Linked DNA regions of Anas platyrhynchos: region 2 is linked to region 1. Evidence: chromatin contacts called from public Hi-C data. All regions are on one chromosome and are shown on one strand. Each heading gives the region's core, a stretch centred on a gene start, on an enhancer-like site or on the middle of the called end of the contact. The rest is flanking DNA. Distances are from core to core; before and after follow the strand shown. Region 1 overlaps BRF1 (BRF1 general transcription factor IIIB subunit). Region 2 holds the start of BTBD6 (BTB domain containing 6).

The links. A called contact is a pair of places that touch in the nucleus more often than the background predicts.
Region 2: a Hi-C map of small yellow follicle shows a contact between it and region 1, with 4 times the contacts expected there. The contact joins the promoter of BTBD6 here to the enhancer-like site in region 1. A contact is called at or near these places in 5 of 8 Hi-C or Micro-C datasets (F5 follicle, liver, skeletal muscle and 2 more).

What each region holds. Positions count from the first base shown.
Region 1 is chr5:7,981,009-7,983,744 of IASCAAS_PekinDuck_T2T, reverse strand. The region is part of intron 3 of BRF1 (BRF1 general transcription factor IIIB subunit); the gene reads right to left. Among named protein-coding and RNA genes, the nearest start is that of BRF1, 37 kb to the right of the region's middle. Within about 2 kb of position 1,399, at least 3 of the 8 cell types and tissues checked have an H3K27ac peak or open chromatin away from gene starts, as enhancers often do. A contact at or near this core is called in F5 follicle and small yellow follicle, where this site is marked.
Region 2 is chr5:8,030,183-8,032,918 of IASCAAS_PekinDuck_T2T, reverse strand. BTBD6 (BTB domain containing 6) reads left to right here and starts at 1,327. Exons shown (of 5, transcript XM_027459578.3): 1 at 1,327-1,678; 2 at 2,008-2,299; 3 at 2,420-2,510. The coding sequence starts at 2,097. All of the region lies in intron 6 of BRF1 (BRF1 general transcription factor IIIB subunit), which reads right to left.

The DNA.
Region 1 (2,736 bases), core at 150-2,649:
ATTACCTCTCCGCTGCACTGCAGTGACTATTAGCTAGAGCCATACATACTAAGAATGTTTTAAAAAAAAAAAAAAAAGTTTAATCCACCTTCCCTGCTATAAAAGCCAACCCAGCCCTTCCCTTTTCCTGCCAAAAGGCTCCTGTGCATCTCTGTAAGCCTTCCCTACCCTCCTCACCCACCTTTTAATACTTATCTTTTATTACATGCCTGAGAATTTCCTTGTCCTCAGACACATGCAGAACAATTTTGCTCCCCTAGAGTTCAGCTCCGCTCTTCTGCATGCCAGTTGTTCTGTCAAAATACAACCGGCAGTGGTAAATTATTTCCACTCCCCATCGTCCAACTGTGCAGGCAGAGAAAAACCTTACTGACAGAGACTAACACCGCTTTGCTCGCAACCTGTGCTTGGCCTTAAGGTTGCTGCTGCTGCTTCAGGACTGGAAAAGGCCCGCAAGCCTCATGCTACTTCCAGCATCTGGCTTGGGGTTGCCTTTTTTCTTTCTTCTTTTTTAAAATGAATTTGTTTTCTCCGGATCTACATGCAAATGTAACAAAAGGCCCTCTCTCCCCATCCAGACCATACCCAGCTGGCAAACACGTATGACACAGTAATTGCAAAAGGAAAAACTTCATAAATATCAACTAATTGGCAAATTCCTTAAGCCACCTCAAAAAGGGAAATAAGTAGAAAAAGCATCAAGGGAAAAAGGACGCAGAGTGAAGTAGTTGGAGGGGGTGTGAAGAAAAAGAGGCAGTTATTAACAATATCAAAGGGATAGGAGATAAAACACAATCTAAAAATGGAAGCAGAAAGAGAAGAAGTGAAATCAAGCTGGAAAAGGCACAGAGCCATAACAAAAACAAGAAAGATTGTATTAGGTTAATACTTATTTAAGGTATTTTTATGTGAGGCTGACAAGAGCAGTCAAATATTTCATTCCTTTATCTAAAAGGGATAAGAAGCCCAGCGGTTAGGTAAAAGAGCATCAATCTTTATTCGGGCTGCAGCTAAAGAATGCAATTCTGCCCTCAGTTTGTCCCTGGCAGCTGAGTCCATCAGCTACTGATAACGAGGAGCATGAATGTGAGGGGGCTGCTCTCCTTTACTGCTACAAAAGGCCTATTTAGATCAGAGCTATGACTGCCCGATAATTTTATCTGCGCACAGCCCATACACGATGGAAGAAGTTAGGGACAGAGCTTCAACCTCAACTTCTGCATTTCCTTCCTTTTGAAACTAAAAATAAGTGAAGGTTGCCACAAATCTCAGCTAAACAATGAAATAGATGGGTGATGCTATTTATCAAACCGCTCTCTTGTGCTATCTGCTTTGGCTTGGAGTTGAGAGGAGATTTATGGCCAACGAGAGAAGGCACATATTTCAGACACAGTCCTACGTTTCTTTAAACAATAACATTTATGTAAGTCAGATGTACAGACTGTTCCAGTAAAGGGTTAGAACTACAATGCCATCTATGTATTCCTACAGAGCCAACATGTCCCTCTCGGAAAATATTTGGCATATTTGAGCAGTATCCCTCTTTATGTATGTAATCTCTTCCATTTATAAGAACCTACGCGGCACATACAATATACCATTAACAACTTTTCCAGGTGGAGCGAATTATCCCCAGGCTTTGCTTTCCTCAGGAACCCCAATCACCCTCAAATTAAAGAGGGAGAACGTGGTGGTGGTGGGACAACAACGACTGTGAAAGACCCAGGGATCGAACGTCCAGCCTTCATCACATCACTGAACATGATTTGTTAAGAGAGGAGCAGAAGATCAGTAGATTTCGGGAAGATAATGGAAGTTTAAACCATAAATAGAAATGTACATGAGCTCATGACTAAGACCTAATGACATGAACTTAAAGGAAAATGTAAGCACCATATTAACAAGAACTTACCACACAACTCATCGGACCTCATAACAGTTTCCCAAGGGAACTGGTGGAAAGCCCCGCTGCTTGGAACAAATGAATCCAGGAAGAGCAAGACACAAGAAAAACCACACAGCATAGAGCGATCCCGTGGAAGAAAAATAGGCCGTGCTGATTCCTAGGTTGAAGTTCTCATGCTTTTGCAAAATTGTAAAGCTTAAGAGAAAGGGGCAACTTTCTATGACAGAAACATTGTGTGCTCTGAGTGTACAGAAGAGGAGGAAACATCCTCCCCCCACGTTCCCAAAATTGCCATCTCTGCTGGCTCAGTACAGCAGCATTTCAGCCCGTTTGCAGTTTGGTAGCACATCAACACAGACCCAAGGGCAATCTGACAGAACAACCCAGCCTGTAGAGCAAAGATCCACCTACTCATCTTCCCACATCTTCAGAAACCTTTTCCACAGTCACCACTCCATTCTAAATTAAATATTATATTAATGACACTTTGAGCAAACCAACCAACAACAATAAAAACACAACACCACTCAAACTGTGTGGAATTTCTTCCACAATCAAATCTTTAGATACCAACTTCCTTGGCTCTTCTATATAACCCACTCACCCTCTGGGTGCCCGTCCTTAGTAGTTAAAGTACTTAGTAGTTAAAGACAATTTCAGGTAAGGACAATTACATTCTCCTTTTCACATGCTAAACCTCAAAGATCAACTGCAACACAGCTTTCTGTGCAGTCTGACTCCAAGACAGGATGTGAGATTACCCATTAAACATACATATCCAGGACTAGATGCATTATTAATTCATTTCCCCCTAGGTAATATGGCACGGT
Region 2 (2,736 bases), core at 78-2,577, 49 kb before region 1:
CAATACCTAAATCAAACACGGGGCCAAAGTTAACAGGACCATCTCCTGCACGGACTGACAAATAAAAATGAATAAACGCTTTTTAAGATGCTGCTAAACCCAAGGAGGGCGAACGAACCCTTTTGGGGTTCGACCCCAGCGGCAGCAGCCCAGCACCGCGCTGTGCCCCCAGGAGGAGCCCCCCGTCCCCAGGGGTCTGCTCCTTGCCCAGGGACTGCTGCTTCGCCTGGGGCACAGCTGGCTTTCTACGATGGGGGCTGTGATGCAAACGGGTTTATTTATTTTATTTTATTTTGTTTTGTTTTGTTTTGTTTTTAAGGGGAGGCGCTGCTCCCTATCCCAGCTCCAACTTGGATGCACAGAAGTAGCAGGGAGAGTGAAAACCCCCAGTGAAGGATTTAAGACAGCCTCCCCCAGCAGTAATGGGGCTGCAGGGCAGGGGGGAGAGAGGAGGGGGCACTGTGAGGGCCTAGGGGTGATGAAATAATCGATGTGGGAAAAATAATGGGGGAAAGAAATAAAGGGGAAAGAAATAACAGGGAAAGAAATAAAGGGGGGGGGGAGTAGGAGGGGAATAAAGAAGGGAAAATAAAGAGGGGGAATAAAGGGGGAAAAACAGGGAGAAAAATAAAGGGGGAAATAAAGGATGGGGATAAAGGGGGGGGAATAAAAGGGTGAAATATAAAGGGGAAATAAAGGGAGAAAAAGAAGGGGGAAAAAAAGGGGGAAAGTAAAGAAGGGGGAGTTAAGGGGGGAAAGTAAAGGGGGCAAAAAGGGGGAGAAAGGATAAAGGGGAAAAAGTGGAGGGGAAAAAGTTAAATGGGGAAAAACTAAAGGGGGCGAAATTAAAATAAAAATTAAAGTGGGAAACCGGGGTGTGGGGGCAGCACCCGTCAGATAGGGTCTGGGAGGAGGCCCTGGGCTCCCCCCCAGTTATCCCATATCCCATATCCCATCCCATCCCATATCCCATATCCCATCCCATATCCCATCCCATCCCATCCCATCCCCATCCCCTCCCCTCCCGCCCCCCCCTCCCCAGCGCGGGGCAGCGGCGCCCCCGCCCGGTGCTGCCGGGAAGGGCGGCGGGAAGGGGCGGGGGCGGTTCGGCCGCGCTCGGCTCCGCTCGGCTCCGTTCGGCTCCGCTCGGCTCCGCTCGGCGCTGCGCACGGCCCCGGCCGCTCTGCGCCCCCAGGCGGGCGTCGGAGATTGAGGAGGGGCGGGAGGAGGAGGAGAAGGAGGAGGAGGAGGGGGGGGGGCGGCTCCCCCCGCCTCTCCTGATTGGCTGATTGGCGGTGACGCGCGGCGCGGCGCTGCCTCTTAGGGCGGGAGGCGGAGGCAGGGCCCGGCAGAGCCGAGCGGAGCCGAAGGGAGCCGAGCGCGGCCGAGCCGCGTCCCGACAGCGCCGTGAGGGGAGCGCCCAGGGGGCAGCGACGCCCCCGCGGCTGGGGCCAGGAGGAGGAGGAGGAAACTTGGTGCGGGGCAGCCCGGAGCCAGCCCCCGGAGCCAGCCCCAGCGCCGCGGATGTGCCCCACGAGCAGCAGCCGCCGCCGGGCGGGGAAGGACGGAGCCGGGCGCTGGGGAGCCGGCGGGGGGCTGTAGCGGCTGGAGGACCCGGGGACTGAGGCTCGCCCCTCAACGCTGCGCCTGCTCTGCTGGATCTGTGGCTTTTTTGGTGGTGTGTGCTTGGGTTTTTTTCCCTATTTTTACTATTTTTTTTTATATATATTTTTTTTTATTTTTTTTTTTCCTCGGGGGAAGGAGCTGCCGGCCAGCCCCGCTCGCTGCAGTCGTGGCGGTGCCGAGGCTGGGCAGCCCCCCTTGGAGCCAAGGAGGAAAAAAAGGAAAAAAATAAAAATTAAAAAAGAGAAAGAGGCCGCCCCGCACCTAGAAGCGAACCGCGGGACCTGCGTTGGGATCTGTTAGTTCTCTTGCTCATGCCACTGCCCCATGGGTGCCTCAATGGCAGGATCATGAAGTGTTTGACTTTTTTTCTTCTGCTTCCAGAGACCTTAAAGAAGTCCAAAAAGAGCGCGAGGCCAAACGGCAAGGTGCCAGGATGCTATGAGATAGTGCCCCTGGCCCTGAAGAGGAAGATGGCTGCAGAACTTTACCCTGCCAGCGCCAACACCAACATCGCCAACAGCAACGCCGCCGCCACCGCTGCCAACAGCAAGAAGAACGCGCTGCAGCTCCAGCAGAGCGCCCAGCCGCCCCCGCCGCCACAGCTCCAGAACCTCAACAACAACAACTTGGAGAGCGCCAACTGGCAGTCCTTCCACCCCACGCTGCGCGAGAGGTAAGGGACGAGCGACAAGGGACGAGCGACCCCGCCACCGGGCTGGCTGGGGGTTTCGGGGGGGGAGATGGGGGCACTGAGCGGCCTCTCCACACCTCCCTCCCTTCCCCTCGCTTGCAGGAACGCGCTGATGTTCAATAACGAACTCATGGCTGACGTCCACTTCATCGTGGGCCCGCCAGGGGCATCCAAGAAAGTTCCTGCCCATAAGGTTTGTGCAGAGCATTATTTTTGTTTTTTCCCCCCCCCCCCTGCTTTTTGTGATAGTGCTGAGCATCCCCCCTTCTTACCCCAACTCCCAAACAACTCAATTCAATTTTTTTCTCTTAATTATCCCTCCTGCCTAATCCCAGAAGTAATTGGCATATATGGCAGTTAAAGGGAACTGTCTAAGGCGGGCGCCTGCCTCAGCTGCAGCTTTTAACTTTCCCTAAGTG